Linked DNA regions of Gasterosteus aculeatus: region 1 is linked to region 2. Evidence: chromatin contacts called from public Hi-C data. All regions are on one chromosome and are shown on one strand. The core of a region is the stretch at or near the end of the contact, and the rest is flanking DNA. Distances in the headings are between cores, read along the strand shown. Region 1 holds the start of rnd2 (Rho family GTPase 2). Region 2 overlaps mrc2 (mannose receptor, C-type 2).

What was found. Hi-C and Micro-C count contacts between places; a contact is called where the count stands out from the background.
Region 1: a contact with region 2 is called in a Hi-C map of skeletal muscle, with 8 times the contacts expected there. The contact joins the promoter of rnd2 here to the enhancer-like site in region 2. A contact is called at or near these places in 3 of 6 Hi-C or Micro-C datasets (skeletal muscle and whole body).

The regions. Positions count from the first base shown.
Region 1 is chr11:7,836,496-7,840,274 of fGasAcu3.hap1.1, reverse strand. rnd2 (Rho family GTPase 2) reads left to right here and starts at 2,511. Exons shown (of 5, transcript XM_040192036.2): 1 at 2,511-3,045; 2 at 3,462-3,549. The coding sequence starts at 2,944.
Region 2 is chr11:7,790,626-7,794,152 of fGasAcu3.hap1.1, reverse strand. mrc2 (mannose receptor, C-type 2) reads right to left here. Exons shown (of 29, transcript XM_040191995.2): 29 at 1,562-3,527. Among protein-coding and RNA genes, the nearest start is that of mrc2, 21 kb to the right of the region's middle. Within about 2 kb of position 1,997, at least 3 of the 9 cell types and tissues checked have open chromatin away from gene starts, as enhancers often do.

The DNA of each region.
Region 1 (3,779 bases), core at 1,262-3,761, 46 kb before region 2:
TGGGGCCAAAGCGAGCAGTGTCTCAATGCACATACCACAGGGGTTTACAGGCCTCATTGATCTGCTGCTTTGACATGGGGGAAACGATACGAGCGACCACACCGAGCCACTCTTAAGTACATCAGTATGCTGTGGGTGCTTCTCCTCAATTAGCGCTGACAGGAGTAGTATGATAATGTAGCAGCAATGGAGAGTCAGGGAAATGACTTGGCCTGCAGGTTGGAATGTGGGAAAAGAAAGGAATTCGGAGTGGCGCTCAATGGAATAGCGTTCTATAGTTTCACTGTGAAGCCGAGAAGGAAACTTCCGAACACGGTCCAGCAGCTTGACAATTTTTGAAAATGTATCTATCACAAAAAGTTCCTGCAGTTAAAGAAACAGGGATTGGAGTCAGGGACAGAGACGTATTGCCTTGGACACCTGGTGTAGTTGGGAGACCTCCTCTGTTGTCAATGCATGATTTTGCTCCGTGGTGTAATTTGGTCTGGATGAAGTACCGTGTCAGGCAAGTACAGTCTGGAGGGAGTCTGCACCATCTCGGAGGATGAGTGTGGCTGAAATACAAACTTGTATCTATTGATAATAGAACCCTCTAAATGTATTTGTCTGTGCATTGTTACAAATCCGGGTGCAAGATTGGGAATCGCTTTCAGCGCTGCTGTTATGCCCAAACCAGTTGCCTAACACTTGATACGTTGCCTTAATCTTGATACGTACTTCTTGCATTCATACCAAAGGGGCCTCACTGCTTTCAATATCTGTCTTCATCTTATCAAACCTATACTGCATTGGGAAAAAAAACAAATCTGTAGTCTCAGGGTTGCAGTATTAAGTGCCAATATGCATTATATTTGCTAAAGTAATTTGTTAAAATTAAAATGCTGTTTGGAAGACTTGTTTGCCAGTGCATACGGGCTCCTTGGCAACTCAACCTCTGGCCGTTTATTTATTTAATCTACTTTCTTGTTCAGCAATCTGCTGCGTGCATCTTTTCTTTGTTCCTGCATGGGTGTAATTAGTTCATTGGTTCTCAAAAAAGTAAATAAATAACTTTGTCAGCTCTGAACAGGCTGTCAACTGCCTACTAATTTATATTTAATGCCTTTTTGAATTGCACAAAACATATTTTGGTGGTAAAAATTGTACATTATGTTAAAAGTTATAGTTACCCGTTACTTTTTAGATAAGGATTTTACAACAGTAAAGATATGTTTATAATATATAGGGCTTTTTATGACCTGTGTTATCTTCTTTTGAACTATTAAACTATAGTAAAAGGTTTTTCATTTATACTAGTAAAATGCTGCTAATCAATATGAACAATGAATATTTTCTTCATATTTATACTTACTCTTTGAAAAAACAGACTTAAAACAGACAATTAAATGCATAAAAAAAAGTACAAAGCGCCATATATTTATACAATAATTATTCTTGTTACATTTATATTTCAAAAGTGTTTATTTACTCAGCCGATGGAAATGAGTCCTGCTACCACCAGGGCCCTCCCAACAATCCAACCACATCACAAACCATTCGCAACTAAATCAAACTGTATAAAAACATGTTTTGAAAGCGTATTTTCTTTTTTATTTATTTATACGAGACCTGCTTATCTAGCTATTGTTTCCTAAATACCACTTTAACTTTCTACTTCTAAAGTGAATAGGATGTCATTTCAATTTGTGTCCAGGAGGCGGCGGTATCGATCTTCGGGGGAAACAACATGACTCAGTGTTCGTCTGGCGCGTGGTGCCAAGTCATCTAATTATCTCATTCACAAAACCAATAACTCCTCAGTGGGGCACTTACAAGGATCAAGTGCTCCATGCAAGGCTGCGAGCCTCATAAAGGCTGACCAGTCAGCTCCAACTACTTAATTTGATGGACTATTTTATCTCAGTCTATCTAAGCATTTATTGTATCTCTATTAGGAGGTCATGCTGGCACTAAATCAAGAAGTATATATATATATATATATTATGTGTCTTATTTATGCCGCATTCCAAACTGTGATAATAAAAATATTTATTCATAATGGGATAAACAGACAACTCTGTATTGAAACTAATGTTGAAGTTACTTAAAAGCCTATTTACGGAACATGAATTACTTATTATTTTAACTACTTAAAGGAGAATACACTGAATTAAAAAAACTTCCATCTCTTTCGTCCTCCCTGCTTCAGAGCATCAAACTATCCAGTACTGACCCAACCCGATCACCTATTTTCAGTAATAACTATTTGGTCAATAAATCACTGATTTCAACCACTGACACGAAATGTCTAGTGCAGTAACTGGTTTGACCTGTGAAATATCACAGTTTAAAATAATACCTGCCCAGGTGGTTAATTGGCTCTCCTTAGCTCTTGTATAGGGAGTCAAATACAAAGTTTCATATAATTAAATATCATATAGTATTAGTATGTGCAGGGTCCAAATACACGCACTGACTCTTGTCCCACAGACGCAATTCTGACGTTATGAAAAATGATTCCCAATAAAGACGCACAGCCAAAGAACGAACTCCCGAAGCACAACAATATAGTCTTATAACGAAGATATTACAAGCATATATAAGGAGACAAAAACAACGCGCGCAATGACACATCAGAGCGAACCTATTACAGCTGAGTGATGAGGTGCACGCGTGCACGTTAGGAAGGCGTGGCCAGCGACCAAACCGCCGGAGTTTCCAGGCGGCTGTGCGCGTCCCTTCGTGTGGTTTCGGTCGGTCGGTCAGTCATCCACACAGACCGTCTATCAGCCGGACCCGGGGAGCTGCGCGTAAGAGGGACGCAGCTGGATAAAGCGCACCGGGGGGGAGGTGGGCGTCGGAGGGTCGGCGCTTGTATTTGCTTCTGTTCCGCTGCGCCTCGGTACGCTGGATACTGGATGCAATCCATCCGCGTGTCAACAGCACACCTCCGACGGACGAGCCATGGACGGTCTGGGCAGCCGCTGTAAGATTGTGGTGGTCGGGGACACGCAATGTGGGAAGACGGCACTCCTGCACGTTTTTGCCAAGGACTGCTATCCGGAGGTAGGTCCATATCAAAAGTCTGGAGTAAAAAGCAATTCAACTTCAGGACGCGTTCAGCAGGTTACGTCCACCTGCCCAAAGACAGAACTGTTAAATCAACAAAGCGCTTTTTGGAGACAGAACTATGATGAATGCCTGTAAAATCTCTGTTATTAAGTTGACTAAATTGACTTTTATTGTGTCTGCTATTTGTTTAAAACTTTAAAGCGTTGTCTTCATCTGTCTTCATTTCATTATTATATTTCTAAAATATCCACAATTGGAGTACATGACTTGCTCTTATGCCATTATATTTGCTACATCATTTCAAATGTCGTTTCTTCACCAGACTTCTCTTCTGCAGCTCGTGGCTGTGTAAACACACGCTTATCTCCTCCGTCTTAATTGGATAACTGAAATAAATCCCTTATTTCCAGAACTACGTGCCGACGGTGTTTGAAAACTACACTGCCAGTTTTGAGATAGACAAGCACCGGATAGAGCTGAATATGTGGGACACGTCAGGTAAGACAATTTCATGACTCCGTCCACACGCACAACCCTCTGCCTCCCCCCCCACCGTGGGAGGATTGCTGGCAAAGCCTCTCTCTCCAAAGTCGTCTCCGAGACAAATTGCTTTGACCTTGCCAACTCCAGAGGGATGTATTTTGTTTTTCTAGATTTTAGAATCGGCATCTGTTACCCATGCTTGTTGTCTTTTATCTCCTCCACTGTGCTGTCCAAGGTGTGTGTGT
Region 2 (3,527 bases), core at 748-3,247:
AGGGTGCTGATCCTGAATTCCCTTCAAAACCTTCTCTCTATTCTTTTCAACGGTCCCCTCCGCAATCCCCTCTCCTCTGCGTTGCCGGGTGAGAAACAGCTGCTTCTCTGTTGGCCGACCTCCAGATGGATGACTGAGGAAAGTGAATGGGTTTTTAATTTCACTTGTTAACGCCGCTTTCTCTGTGGTCTCTCCTCCCCGAACCTCCAGTGGAGGAAAATAAGTTGGAGTAGAAAGTGGTGGAACAAACAGAGCCTGATTCGAACATTAAACCTTTTAAATTAAGAGGACGTTGATTATGCATAAGAGGAGCTAGTTTGAAGTGTGTCATTCTTCTTTTGTTGGGTTAATTGATTCCGAAGGGTTTTAATTGAGTATCTCTGAGGAGGGTTGAAGCACAGATGTTGTTCTGCTCCTGCCTGATCAGACCTCCTCCACCGCTGCCTGTTCTTAAACAGCCAAAACCAGAGTGAATGCGAGATGCCTCTGACGAGATGGCCCACAGACCACCATGAAATCCTTATGATTCAACCCTTTTCACATTCACTCTATTGCATTATCGATGCGACCTTTCAGTAAGCCACTACTTCCATCATCAAATGAGCAAACAAGGGGACGGGAGCATTTCAATTACATGTTTTTTTCAGGTGTCTCAGATATTTTGGACTGCACCTGAGATATTCATGTAACAAGCAAGCTTCTGTCTCAACATTTCAGACATCAGAGGACTAAAATATATAGGTAAAAAGGTGTTGACTTGTTGCAGCTATAAGGCTAATGGTGACATCCAACAGACAAGTTTAGCCAAACCTCCTAAAGGTCAGCTTCTATTGTAGACACACTAAAACAAGAGGAGCACGGGTGGGAAACTGCTGGAGTATATAACCCCTGGATGCTTTAAACTGAGTGCCTGCGGCATGCAGATGGATGAGCTGTGACATCCATCCTAAGTAAGATGGATTATAGAGAGCCAGATTGATTTGCATAACAAACTATTTGCTGGCTCTGATGTTTTGCTGCAGAGGTCCAGGTCGACCCGCCAGACGAGGCCCACGGGCTCCCATCACTCCAGGTGATGCGTTTCAAACATCCACTTGCTTCAACATAGTCCAGCTGGGCAGATGAGTGTGGAGGCAGAGGAGTGCGCGTTGTGGCTCGTACCCCCGCTGTCACTTAGTTAACTACATTGGCAAATATCCATCGGGTGAGATCACACGAGACACGAGACAAGACACGAGACGTCAATGACACACTCTGAAATGAATCTGTAGAGCTCTGCGGAAAACAAATAGTGTGACCTAGTGGGGAGAGACAAAGGTCGGGTCAATCAAATGACAACATGAGCAGGAGGAAGCGTCCCGTGCAGCATGCGAGGTGCGCTCTCTTGTGGAGAAACGGCAACATTGCAGTCCACACTGCACCATCGATTCTAAGGTTCATTTCTTCAAAGATACAAACAAATGGATAATGTACAGTTTTTCTCGGTTTGCGACAGTCAACAGGGAACAATTACACGAGAATTTCCCCCACGATTAATAATAAACCATGTGAAAGTACAAGCTTTGAGAACATAGACTTTATTCATTTCATATGAAACTGACACAAAAACTTAAAAAACATACTGACAGGCGCTTCAGCGAACCTTCACAGGGACGAGAGTCTGCGTCGCAGAGACGATCTCATTGGGGACCAAACCGATGGTTGTTACATCTTCACCTCAGTCAGTTGACATCATTCTGAGTATAAAACACAAACCTTCCCAGTGAACCCGCCAGCAGAGGCCGGGATAAGCCTGGGACAGCCGCCACACTATTTTTTGCTTGCAGGCTCCCTCTCTTTCTAAAACCCTCCCTCCTCCTCCTCCCTCCTTTTCTCCTTCATCCAGTTTTCCTTTTTTTTCTGTATTTTTTCTGACCCTTCATGTCCCTGAGCACTCCTTCTCTGATTGGTTCCAGACGTGCCACTGAGCTCTTCTTGCCGACTCAACATTCCACAGCTGGAGACTGCACACAATCACAAACTCACTCACACACTTCTCGTCCTCCCTTCCCCCTCGATCTTCAGTCCAACTCATGCAGCAAAAAAAAAGAAAACAGCTCTGTGAGACACCAAAAGCCTCAGACTAAAACAGCTCCCAGGAATTTCTGCAAGCAGAAAGCAAGAAATGCACTCAGAGGAGTAGAAGAGTTGAAGGCAGGTTAACTAAAAATGTGCTCATTACCCTGCGCAAATGTAAAATGACGTAGCAAAGGAAAAAAAATGTTCTCTTTCAAAATAGTAAATTCCCTTTTAAAACATTCTTTGGCTCTCATATATACAAAAATCATTCACTTGAGGGATCTTTTCCTTTGTGGGGCAATTAGTTAGATTTTTGGCATTATTCCCTTGAAAGTAGAAACATTTCCAAATGTCTTTACCATTCATATTTAAGTGAAAACACATAATAAAACCTGCATCATTAAAAAAGAGGAAAAAAAAGAATAATATCCAAGATAAAACACAGAGAATAGGAATGTGACTATAAAAATTATGAATCAGACATATATCAAACTGCAAACCCCTTTTCATGGTGCATCTTGGGAGAATGGCCGCCGAAAATTGTTGAATCAGCACCAGATTGTACATTAAGAGCCCAAACAAACACAAGTTTGGAATGACTAAAGGCAAGTGGATGACAAAAACTGACTTAGATCAAGATAATAGAAGAAAGTGCCAAAATGTATGCAGAGCCACAGGATGTGAAAAAAACTTTGGAGTACCTAAAAGACAATGTAGTCTACTTAAAGACCAGCTTTCAACACTGAGAACAGAACTCAGTGTTGGTAATGTGCACAATAGTGTCGAGTCCTCAGACGGTCACCACTAACTATAGTCCCCTGTCACCCTCCAAACATTCACATTTGGACGTCTTTGTCCTCTGCTCTTCGACCAGCTGGTGCTGACGTGTCAGATCCGAAAGGAGGAGAGAGGCGGACTCTCACACACCACGCATGCATCATCAGTAACAGTTCCCAACAGCTGCGCAGATAATGACAGATCAATGGGAAGGACACAAATGCAAAAAAAACAAAGACACCTATCAACTTCCAAAAAAATACTGTCATGGCGAAACAGAAGAAAAGAAAAAGGGAATTGGTTTCCATAGAAGACTGTGGCTTTGTATTGAGAAGATAAGAGACAAATGGTTTTAGTTAAGCGTCGACCCGTGGCTGTACTTTTTTCTGAAGGAAATTTACACCGAGCAAAAAATTGACATTGGCAACAGAGGAGATGGTGAGGAGTCATATCATAAAACCAATTTATGTTGAACCTTTCCAGCTGCCGCAATGAACTTAAACTCCCAGTAGATTCGTTCGTGGCCTGAATGAACGCTTCAGAGGGAAAAGCTGTAAATACGGATGGACCTGATTTGTCTGGAGAGAGATCGGTCGAACGGTTAAGTCTTGGCAAAAGAGGATTGAAAAGGCGGGGATTCAATTTAAAACCAATCTGCTGCGCTCTGCACAGCCCCTTCCAAAATACTTTTT